3 separate regions of the Mus musculus genome follow, and all the other regions are linked to region 3. The links are chromatin contacts, called in public Micro-C and promoter capture Hi-C maps. All regions are on one chromosome and are shown on one strand. The core of a region is the stretch at or near the end of the contact, and the rest is flanking DNA. Distances in the headings are between cores, read along the strand shown.

Region 1 (3,505 bases), core at 143-2,642, 440 kb before region 3:
TCAGGGAGGACTTTGCTCAGTACGGGGAATCCGGGAATTCATTTCTGACTATCATCTTCCGGGGTGAGCTGGTCTAGGTTATTAAAGCAATCTTTAAATTGGGGCTGAAATGCCTATGTCTTTGATCCGGGCTGTTCTTACTAAACAATGGATTCTGAGAGCACTCGGGACTTTCCTCTTTACAAACCTGAAGACTGTCATCATCATAAGCTAACGGGCCTTGAACGATCATTTCTGGACTCAGTTTCAAGGAACTCAAGGCCCAGGGGGACCTAGGTTTTTCTCCTGAAAAGTAGCTAGCTGGAATCCATCTCTTCCCTTCTGTATTTCTTTCTCCTTCTAGAACTTGTCTTCAAGCTTGAAGGAGAAACCTGCCCTTTTCTTTGTTTTATATAAGACAAAATAATAGTAAGTAATAACTGAAAGTCTTTTTATCGGGAAGGAACTTCCTCCGGTCCAAGCAAGTATTGCTGCTGATACTTTACAGAGAGGGCCAGCCTCACCGCTGGAGTTCGCTCTTTGAAAGAGGCTAGGGGAGGGAATTCTGCCGCCAGCAGATGGAGAGGAGACCCGGACAACGTGGTCCCTCCCAGACACCCTCCCTGCGGGATTAGCTGCCCCCAGCTCTGCTCAGGCGCACCTAGCGCGTGAGGTTCCTGGTCACACAGCTTGCGCCCCTCTCTGGAGAGCAGTCGCAGCTACTAGCTTGCCGCCAGCAGAGCCGCACTGTCTCGGGCATCGCAGAGCACCACGACTGTGGACTTGGGACCTCGAACCCGAGACGAGCGCGCGCTAGCCAGCCATTAGCAACGCTTGCATTTCTGCAGGTGCTTATTTCACATTCTTGTCTTTTCTTTCCTGCTGGAACGGGCGAGTGGTTACTTTCAGCCTGAGGCCAAAGGGAAAGGCAGAAGAAGGGGAACTCTGAAAAAGACAGTTTAGTGGCAGCGGGATTCTTGCCCCAGGAGAGGGGCTCAGGGGAGACTCTCGGTCTCTGCCGCGGGCCCTTTTAAGAAGCCAAGTCAGGGCTGCCGCTGTCGCCGTTGCTGCTGCTGCCGCTGCCGCCGCCGCCGCCGCCGCCGCCGCTATTTGGATTGCTAATCCCCAGGAGCCCCGTTTAAAAAAAAAAAAAAAAAGGAAGAAAAAAAGGGGGGAGGGGGCGGGCAGCTGTCTCTTTAAATGTGATTTCCTTCTATTGTATTTGAATCGTGATCAGGAAAAAGGAAATGAAACCAGAGACAGAGGGAAGCTGAGCGAAAATAGACCTTCGCGAGAGAGGAGGGAGCCTGGGGAGAGCCGCGCGGTCAGCTCCCCGCCCCCAGGCCGCCGCCCCCTCACTGCCCCCGGCGCCCCGACCCCGGCGAAGGTGCGAGGGGCTCGGGGCGACCGGGCGGAGCCGGCTACTGCGCGCGATCGGGACCGGGCGGCGGCGGCGGCGGCTGTGGTGACGGCAGCGGGACCGGGATGGAAGGTTAAGTCCTGAGCAGCGGCAGCTGTCGCAGCCACCGGAGGGAGGCCGGGCTGCTCCCCGGCCCCCTGCCTTGGCCGCCGCGCGCCGGGCAGCTGGATGATTCGCTCTCTCTCTTTGGCGTTTGAAGGGAGCGCGGTGACTGTCCTTGAGCGTGGAGGGGCGAGCTCGCCAGCGGAGCGACCGAGCAAGAGGAGGCGCAGGAGCGGCGGCGCCCGAGCACCCGAGGGGGTCCGAGTCCAGGCAGCTAGCCAGCCACGCGCCACAAAGGGAGCGCCCCCGCCGCCCGGCACGCCGCCCCCCTCCCCAATGTCCTCGGCCATCGAAAGGAAGAGCCTGGACCCGTCTGAGTAAGTGTGGCGCTTCTGTTCCGGCACCCCAAACAGGGTCCCAGGCTAGGCGCGAGGGGCTGACTCCAGGTGCGCGCCCGCAGCGTGCCCTTGATCCCTCCGTCTCCCAGGGGTTCTCTTTCCTCGCGGGTGACTCTGGAAACACCGAGAGGGACTGGGCGGCGGAAGCTGTAACTGGGATCGACCCTGCGGACCGCTCCGGGCTATCTGGAAAGCTCCCCAAACCTTTACCAGGGCCAGAAAGTTTGCCCAGGAGCTGGCACCCGGAGCTCTGAGGCACAGGTGCAGGGCAGGGAGAGTGGAGGACAAGATTCTGCCTTCTCCCTTTTCGTCCCACCCTCTCCAGGTTCCCTTCCTTTTTGTCCATTTGGCCTTGGAAAGGGGGGCATCCCAACTAGAACATCCCGGGGTCTCCGACGTCGACTCTCCTACCAGGCCCGGAGTAGAGCGGACAGTTGATGAGGTCCGCTTGTCCACCTGGGAACTGGTTCTGGCCTCCAGAGACTTCTAGAATTGCTAATCTGTCGTTCCTCCCGGTACATGTTCGCCCCTCCCCTGAGTTTCCTAGTGCGGGCATGTGAACCTCGAAAGTTAGTGCACATTTTTTTTTCTGTCTAGTATGTTTTTCTAGGGAGCAGAATCTCATCGAACTCTCAGAAGGGCTGTGTGTGTGTGTGTCAGCGAACCAGAGCTTTAATGAGCATGTACTGTCTAGTGCTCTGAGCTTTGCGCTGGTTTGCAAAGAACAGCCCCCCCTCCCTTCCCCATTCCACAGCCTGTACCCTCCTAGCCCATTCTCTAGCCTTAACAAGGGGAGCCAGGAACGAAGGTATCGGTTTTTTTTTTTCCACGTCCACACAAATGCCCTTTTAAGAGTCATTAGCTGTCTGGTTTTGAGTTTTTATTCCTTTGAAGTCCTCATCTAATCCTTTGAAGGGATTTGTTAACACAAGACCAAAGGCACTGCTAATGACTTGTCCGTTTGGGCTTTTAAGATGCATTTGTTTTGGTGGGGTTTTGCCCCCCTTTTCTTTTCTTTTCCTGCTTTAAAAGAATTGTGCTTTCCTGCTGGAGTTTTCCTATTCACCCCCCCCTTCAATTTCAGCCTTCTGTGGTGTTTATTTACCTGGGCTTTACCCTCAGCCAGCAGCATAAAAACCCAGCGTGTTCTCATAAAACACAGGAAGTCCCACGATCCAGCAAGAATATAAACATCACTCTTCAGTCTTGAAGGTTAAGACACTAGCTCAGAAAGGAGCTAGGTTTGTTGGCAAGAGGACCAGCTTCCTTAAAATCTCAGGAGAGAAACAACAACCCTTTAAAGAGTCAGTGTCTATAGCTTGTTCCCTTTTAAGCATAAGCTTAGAATTACATCTGGGCCCCGAGTTTTCAGAAATTGGACAAGACATAAGATTACACAGTTGGGGAGGCAGTCTGGTGAACTGCTGTTTACTGGCTCCCTATCAGCACAACCTAACCACTAATCCTTTATTAGATGTTGAATCTACAGAGTTTGGCTTCTTAAAAAAATTACTAATTACATGAATGTGTGTGTGCACCTAAGCTCAGGTCCCCTGGAGGCTAGAGGTGAAGGATCTCCCTAGAGTGGGAGTCACAGGTAGTTGTGAGCCATCTGATTTGGGTGTGGAGACTCCAACTTGGGTCCTTTGGAAGAACAGAAATCATC
Region 2 (3,418 bases), core at 656-3,155, 300 kb after region 3:
GATTTGAACTCAGGACCTTGGGAAGACCAGCCTCCACACCCCCCACCCCATGTACTTTCTAGCTAGCCTAGGACTCACCATACAGCCCCCGAACTCATAAGAAGAGCTGCCCACCTCAGCTCCTGGGGCTTTCAATCCCAGAAAGCCATGTGCCACCACTCCCTGCCCAACTTTTCCTTCCAAAACCCATTTCTCCATTGTCTTAAATCCTACTAGCGTTTGGAAGTGCAACAGATCCAATGTTCATTACCTACAGATTCTATAAGAAACAAAACATCTAATTTTATCCTCTTCAAACACCAGGGAGCTGTCCAGAGGAAGTCATTCACTGGATACAGAGAAGAGGAAAGGCAAGATGCCTTGAGTCACAAAAGACTGTCCCTGTCCCCCCAAGACCCTGTTCAGGTCCTGTCTCCTCCCAGGGCTCTTCCTTCAACCTTATGAATGTTTACATCTTTCTCCAAAGTCCTGCAAGGCTGATTGTGAGACAGCTGGCATCCATCACTGCCTTTAATTCCAGTCAAAATATGATTATTCCAATAGGGATAGGAAGCTGAAAACAATCTAATCAGAGACGGACAGGCATGCTTGCAAGGAGCCACAATGAAACTCAAATTAGCATGACGCTGCTATTCTGAAGAGGAGGAAGCTGAGAAAACTTTCCCAGAAAAGATGACATGTGACCTGTCTTTGAAAGGAGTAGAATTTCACCAAGTTATAACGTCGGGGTAGGGGTGAAAGGAGGGGGGTTTTCATTCCTCCAGCAGAAAAGCCAGTGGTGCCTGAAATGGAAAAGTGGCAGTAAGCAAAGATGGAAAGAGGAATTGGGGGTCTGGTGGGGAAAGCGCTAATTTGTACTCTAAAAATGAAATGAAAAGCTTTGTCTAGATTTTGAACTTCTCAAGAGCCAAGATCAATCATATTCTCCATAAATGCTCTATTAGTATACCCCTAAGCCCCCAAGCCCGGCAAACAGATACTCATTTGTTGACAGACATAAAACCCTGTGTCATCTGTGTGATGTCACTGTTAGGAGGGGTTGTTCAAGGTGTTTTGGGTAGCACTGAACCTGTGGTTTAAAAGTGACAATAACTTCAGTAAAAGTGGCCCATTTTTCTTAAAATGTCCTATTCCCCCATCACTACTGAGGTCTCATTCTGTGTCTTTACTGTGGCTTCAGTTTTCTACAGTTAAGTGCCTCCTGGTTTCCTGCATAAGGGTACCCTGCGGCCACAGACTGCCACACCACCACCATTCCACACTGGCAGCTATAATTAAAGAGTAGTAGGATTATGGGGGGGGGGGTGCTATTTAATTGCTCTCATTCATTCACTCAACAATCATAAAACCCTATGGTACCTAACCAGGAAACCGAGGGGGAGGATCCTGGCACGGGGACCGGCATCTGTCGGAGCTGCACGCCGGCCCAAGCTGAACACAAAAGAATCCTCCAGAAAGGGTCTTTCAAGCGAAAAGAAAAGATCTCTGACCCCCGGCGCCGGGAACCGCGTTCAGATTTCGTCGTAAACAGCTGTTTCGGTCGGCGAGGGCAGGGGCGCGCCGGGGAGTCCGGCCTGGAGGGTGGGCCTCACCCATCCCTGTTCTCCTCCTCGCTCCACCCTGCATCCTCGGGACCCGACCGGCTGGGAGAGGTCCAGAAACCGGAGCGCTTTCGCCCGGTGGATCCCGGGCCGGCCCGCCGGCCTCTGCCCCGCTCACCTGCCGCGGCGTCGGCGACCACCCAGGGTCACTCCGGCTGCGAGTACCGCGGGGTCCGCGACGCGAAAGGGGGGGAGCGATGCGCGCCGGCCTGGGCGCCTGGGCCTCGACCCCCGCCGGGGCGCCTGGCTCTCCCCGAGCTGCGGGCCGTCCTCTGTGCCCCGCGTCGGTGGGCAGCGCCGGCCGCGCTCAGTGCGGGGCGGGGGAGGCGGGATGCGCCTGCCCAGCGTGGGCGGCGCCATGCTCCTGTACGGACCGGCGGCCGGCTCTCCCGCTGTCACCAAGGGGCTCGGGAATCTGGCGCTCGGAGCTGAGCTTCACTACGTTTTTGTGTGGAAAGGCTGATGCGGGCCCGGGGAGGGGGGCGGCCGAGGGAGTGCGGTGGCCCCCGGCTCGAAGTCGCTCCGGCCGCACAGGGAGGCGCCATGTTGAGGTTGGGCAAAAGCGGAGGCGATGGCGCGCAGTTAAAAGTGTGGTAAAGCGCAGGGCGCCTTAGAAGCTACTTTCCCTGCCAGGACTTTGAAAACTGAATATTCCATCAACCAGGCCAATCTCACTCCCTTGCCTTCATTTTGGACACCCACACACTCACAGGCTCCTTTTGGATTCTGAGCCCTGGCTTGAGCGGTCCCTTCGAAGTGTTTGGGTGACCGAGGCTTCAGCTTGATATGAAAAGAGGCGAGAGCAGCGGTTCCCTAGCTCAGCCCTTGGAGAAGTTGCGTTCCAGAAAGGAAGATCATTTCCCCTAAATATCATGTCCCTGGGTCCATAAAGTTGGGGCGGGCATGATCATTGTTGTACAAGAAAAAAAAAATTAAGCCAACAAAAACATCACCCCACTCCAAGCCTGGGGCGCTATAATAGCTAACTTCACTAACAGAAATACTTTGTCATCTGTCTCTATCTTAAATAAAAGATAGGAATCTTTGCTACTTTGTAGATTCTCCTCCCCCACTCCTTCCCCCTCTAACACTAGACCGAAGAGAAATAAGCATAGAGGGGAGAGACAGAGGACAGAGGGGGTGGGGGTGGGAGAGGGATTCTTGATTGATTGATTTGGTTTTTCGAGACAGGGTTTCTCTGTATAGTCCTGGCTGTCCAGGAACTCACTCTGTAGACCAGGCTAGCCTCGAACTCAGAAATCCACCTGCCTCTGTCTCCCAAGTGCTGGGGTTAAAGGCGTGCACCACCACGCCCGGCTAAGGGATCCCTGAATTTAATTTCTTTCCTTTTTTCTTTTTTTCTTTTTTTTTCTTTAAGCACTACTACTAACAAACCGCATATGTAAACTCCGGGCCCCACCTACTGTTTATATATCACTGAAAAGTTTCCAGAATTCCCAACTCACACAATCATAGAAACTATTTGCAGCTCGCAAAACGGAGCTGGAGCTCGAGGCAAATCATTGTCCGCTGTTGCAGACAGTCCTAAGCAGTTCCCCCATCCCTATACCTGGGATTAAAATGAAAGCACATTTTAAAATTTGTGGTTTTGTTGGGCTTTTTTTGGTTTTTGGAGACAGGGTTTCTCTGTGTAGCCCTGGCTGTCCTGGAACTCACTTTGTAGACCAGGCTGGCATCGAACTCAGAAATCCACCTGCCTCTGCCTCCCAAGTGCTGGGATTAAAGGTGTGCGCCACCACTGCCCGGCTTGTTTGTTTTTAAAGATTTATTTACTTATTTTATATAGGTACACTGTA
Region 3 (3,445 bases), core at 373-2,872:
GGTATAAGCTCCTTCAAAACTGGGACTTCCAATCTGATATGGGGAAAGGCCATACATAGACACGTGTTGGAGGGCGAGGGGCGGTTCTCCTTGGTCCTCACTAAAAGCTGCAGCACTACAGAAACCAGTTACCTAAAATGAGAGGTTTGCATTTGTTAGGCTGAATGTATCTATAATCTAGAATTCCACCACAAACACAGAAGCTTGCCCTTCACGGGAGTCATAGCAATCATTCTTATTTCAAAGACCATGGCTGGCCGCGCAGTGTAAGTTTCAAAGCACTTCTGCAGAATAATTCTGCCCAAATAGTTACAACAGATCCACAAAATCGTCCGCGGAAGTACAGAAATCTGTTTCTGAAGGATCGTTGGTGGTCTGAGCACCAAGAGTGACTCTTCTTCAACGAGCCTCTTGTAAAAAATAGGTATACATTTGATCAATGCCTGAACCTTTTGCAAAATGCAATCAATTATTTTAAGTACCTCATTCCCAAAAGGAAGGGAGGGGAACCTGTTATGAGCAACGGGGGAACGCTATTTTGACACAGAAATTGCTTCAAACTCTCAGGTCATTCCTTGCACTTAAGACAAAGTGAATACTAGCAACGGGAAGCCCAAAACATCCACAACATCCCACTGAACAGGTCTCTTTTATGCTATCCTAACTACGCCATGTCTAGCTAAAGGAAGCGTGTTTGTGGGACCACCAGGAAGCATTTACAACTTGTCCAGGGAGGAAAAATTAAAGATAAAAACGTGCCTCTTTCTTCACCGCCCACGATGCCTTCTCAAGAGACAGATTTCTGACAGTTCGCCCGCTGGTGCAACTGCTAAGGGCAAATAAAAGCCTGGCGGTGCTGCAAAGAGCCCACCACCCACCACCACGCGGTTAAGCGGCTCCAGACCCCGCCGCGGGCGGAGAGCCGCTGCCAAGCGCTTACCGGAGTCGGCCCAGCAGTGCCCGGAGAGGGCAGCCAGCAGCAAGAGTCCCAGCAGCAGCGGCCGCCGCAGCAGCACATCCTCGGACCGGCGGGCCTCGGAGCTTCTCACGCCCTGGCAACGCGCGGCGATCCCGCCCGCCCCGCAGAGCCCTTGCTCCCGGAGCCGGTCCCTGGGCTCCCGCGCTGCCGGCTCAGCTTCGCTCGGGCCCTGGGGCTTCGCCTCCTGCAGAGCCATAGGGACTGTTCATACATCCAGGCCGCTGCCTCGTTCCACACCGCGCCGGTGAGCCCAGCCCTCCGCGCACCGCTCCTCACCGGGCATCTCGGGCCATGGCCCGGGAGTCGGAGGGAGGCAGGAGGTGCGAGCTGCTCGCTCGTCCTGCCTCGGTGGGAGGCGGGCTCAATGGAGCCGCGGCTTCAGGCGCGCGGGTACCGGGGTTGCATGGGGGTTCCCACGGTGCGGCGAGGGTGGGACGGGCGGCGCCCCGGTCCCCTCCCCAGGGCCGGATGCTACACCTCGAGCGCGAGGCTGCGAGACACGGAGACCCGCGGACCTAGCTCGTGCAGCGTGCCGCCCGCCGCCGCCCCTGCGCCCAGGTCTCTATCTCTGTCGGTTCACTGGATCGCTAGGCTCTGGCTCCAGCCGCGAAAGCTACTGCAGCTCCGAGCGGCGCCTCATTGACAAAGAAAGCACGTAGCACAGGAGCGGGCAAGGGAGGCGAGGCAGGCGCGCGCGCGCATCCCCGCGCGAAACCACCGCGCGCCCCCAGCTCCCGCGCGCGGGGCTGAACCCTGCCCTGCGCTGGCGAGGTCCTCGTTGAGGGGGACTTTCCTCCGCCCAGGGTTCCCAGATCGTGAGAAGGAAAGGTAGGCTGGGATAGCCCTCTGACCGGAGAAGGGACTGGACACCTAGATACCTTCACGGTCGACGGTCAACGTGCTGAGAAAGCTAGGTGCTCAACCTGCATCTTGGAAAAGCTTTCCGAGGATGAGCGGAAGAGCTTGGTGCAGGTTGTTCACTGCTACTCTGGGGGGCTGGCAGACACCTGCCTGCCAAATTTACCCCCAAAGAACTAGAGCTGTTGTGCCCTATTTGCAATGAAACACTGAAGTAAATAAAACACGTTATAAACATTTGTTGCAGCCATACTATGAGAGAGGCAGTGCATTGAGCTTTGGGACAACTACAGGCATTTCCAAAAAGTCTTTCCCAAATAAGAGAGCTGACTAGTCAGTCTCTCTCTAGTAGGATGAAAGGGCAGAGTCAGCTGAGTTGTCCTTCTGCCCTTACCCTTGTTCTGCATCTGTACCCTTGAGCAGGCTATCTAGTTCGCAGGTGCTTCAAACTCCCTTCAGTCAATAAGTTGTCCACAGGATAGCAGCAAACCCAGCAGCACCCATTGCTTGCCAGCGACTGTGTCAGGGAAAAGCATTTGCACTGACCTGGCCCTGTTATATGCCGGGCCCTATTCCAGACACTTGGACAGGAGCCACAAACATAATCTCTGTAGGTAATAAATTGACTACCAGACAGTGCTTAAAAAGCCTCAGAGAAAATGGTAAGGTAAAATGCTGGAAAGTGGAGATGGAGGTATTGCAGCAGTAAACAGGAGGTAAAGAGGCTTCACTGAGAAGGTGACATGTGGGAGAAGACCAGAAGGAGGTCAAGGAACAAGGCAAGCTGAAGAAACAATCTAAAGAGATCCGTGAGGTCAAACCTCTGAGGCCGGCCTGGCCTGGTGTGTTCCAGGCCCAGCACAGCAAGCAGGGGGATGCTGAGAAATGGAAGCTGCTCTCTCATTCATCCTCTCTCTCTGTGTGTGTCTCTCTCTGTCTCTGTCTCTGTCTCTGTCTCTGTCTCTCTCTCTCTCTCTCTCTCTCTCTCTCTCTCTCTCTCTCTCTCTCTCTCTCTATTACACACACACACATACCACGATGGCCCATGGTTCTGGAGAAGGCTTGTCTCCCCCTCACCTGTGTCCGCAGGACGGCAGTTAGACTGCAAAGCAGGAGATGTATTTGCACACGCTAACTTCAGAGAGCAGGTGTGTCTTATCGTGCATTTCAGATCTGAACTGCAGTAGTGTGGGTTCTTAAAATCAGAAATGCTCAAAAAAATATGAAACACCTCTGTGCCATATCAGCACTCAAAAAAGTCCCAGGGCTGGTGAGACAGTTCATGGAGCGAGGCCACCTGCTACCAAGACCGGCAATCTGAGCTTGGTCCCTGGGACCTACCTACATGGTAAGACAAAAACAGCTCCTGAGAGTTGTCTTTTAATCTTTATCTCCATACTCTAAATGAATAAAGCAATAATTAAGACCTGGGGACGTGAACTCTGAATGACTTCAAATTTTCAGATCAGACACACTCATACACAGGTATCCCCAGACCCAGATGACTCTGAAATGTGCAGCCTTTCTGGCCCCAAAGCATTTTGGATGAGGGGTATTCATCCTTCCCTGGGGGGTTGTGACTGACCCTTGCCCTTTCGTTAAATGTAC

The links. Promoter capture Hi-C pulls out the DNA fragments that hold promoters and counts their contacts. A called contact is a pair of places that touch in the nucleus more often than the background predicts.
Region 1: a contact with region 3 is called in a Micro-C map of embryonic stem cells, with 1.7 times the contacts expected there. The contact joins the promoter of Lmo2 here to the promoter of D430041D05Rik in region 3. A contact is called at or near these places in 6 of 39 promoter capture datasets (cranial neural crest, embryonic stem cells, liver and 2 more) and 1 of 484 Hi-C or Micro-C datasets (embryonic stem cells).
Region 2: a contact with region 3 is called in a promoter capture Hi-C map of embryonic stem cells. The contact joins the promoter of Tcp11l1 here to the promoter of D430041D05Rik in region 3. A contact is called at or near these places in 9 of 39 promoter capture datasets (the HPC-7 cell line, cranial neural crest, embryonic stem cells and 4 more) and 1 of 9 other capture datasets (adipose tissue).

The regions. Positions count from the first base shown.
Region 1 is chr2:103,968,895-103,972,399 of GRCm38.p6, forward strand. It overlaps Lmo2 (LIM domain only 2), which reads left to right and starts at 1,393. Exons shown (of 3, transcript NM_008505.4): 1 at 1,393-1,818. The coding sequence starts at 1,568. The region is part of intron 1 of Gm38515 (a long non-coding RNA gene); the gene reads right to left.
Region 2 is chr2:104,710,257-104,713,674 of GRCm38.p6, forward strand. Tcp11l1 (t-complex 11 like 1) reads right to left here and starts at 1,906. Exons shown (of 10, transcript NM_177190.5): 1 at 1,720-1,906. It overlaps Gm6306 (predicted gene 6306), which reads left to right and starts at 51. Exons shown (of 1, transcript NR_166704.1): 1 at 51-2,647.
Region 3 is chr2:104,408,989-104,412,433 of GRCm38.p6, forward strand. D430041D05Rik (RIKEN cDNA D430041D05 gene) reads right to left here and starts at 1,623. Exons shown (of 21, transcript NM_001368844.1): 1 at 941-1,623. The coding sequence starts at 1,175.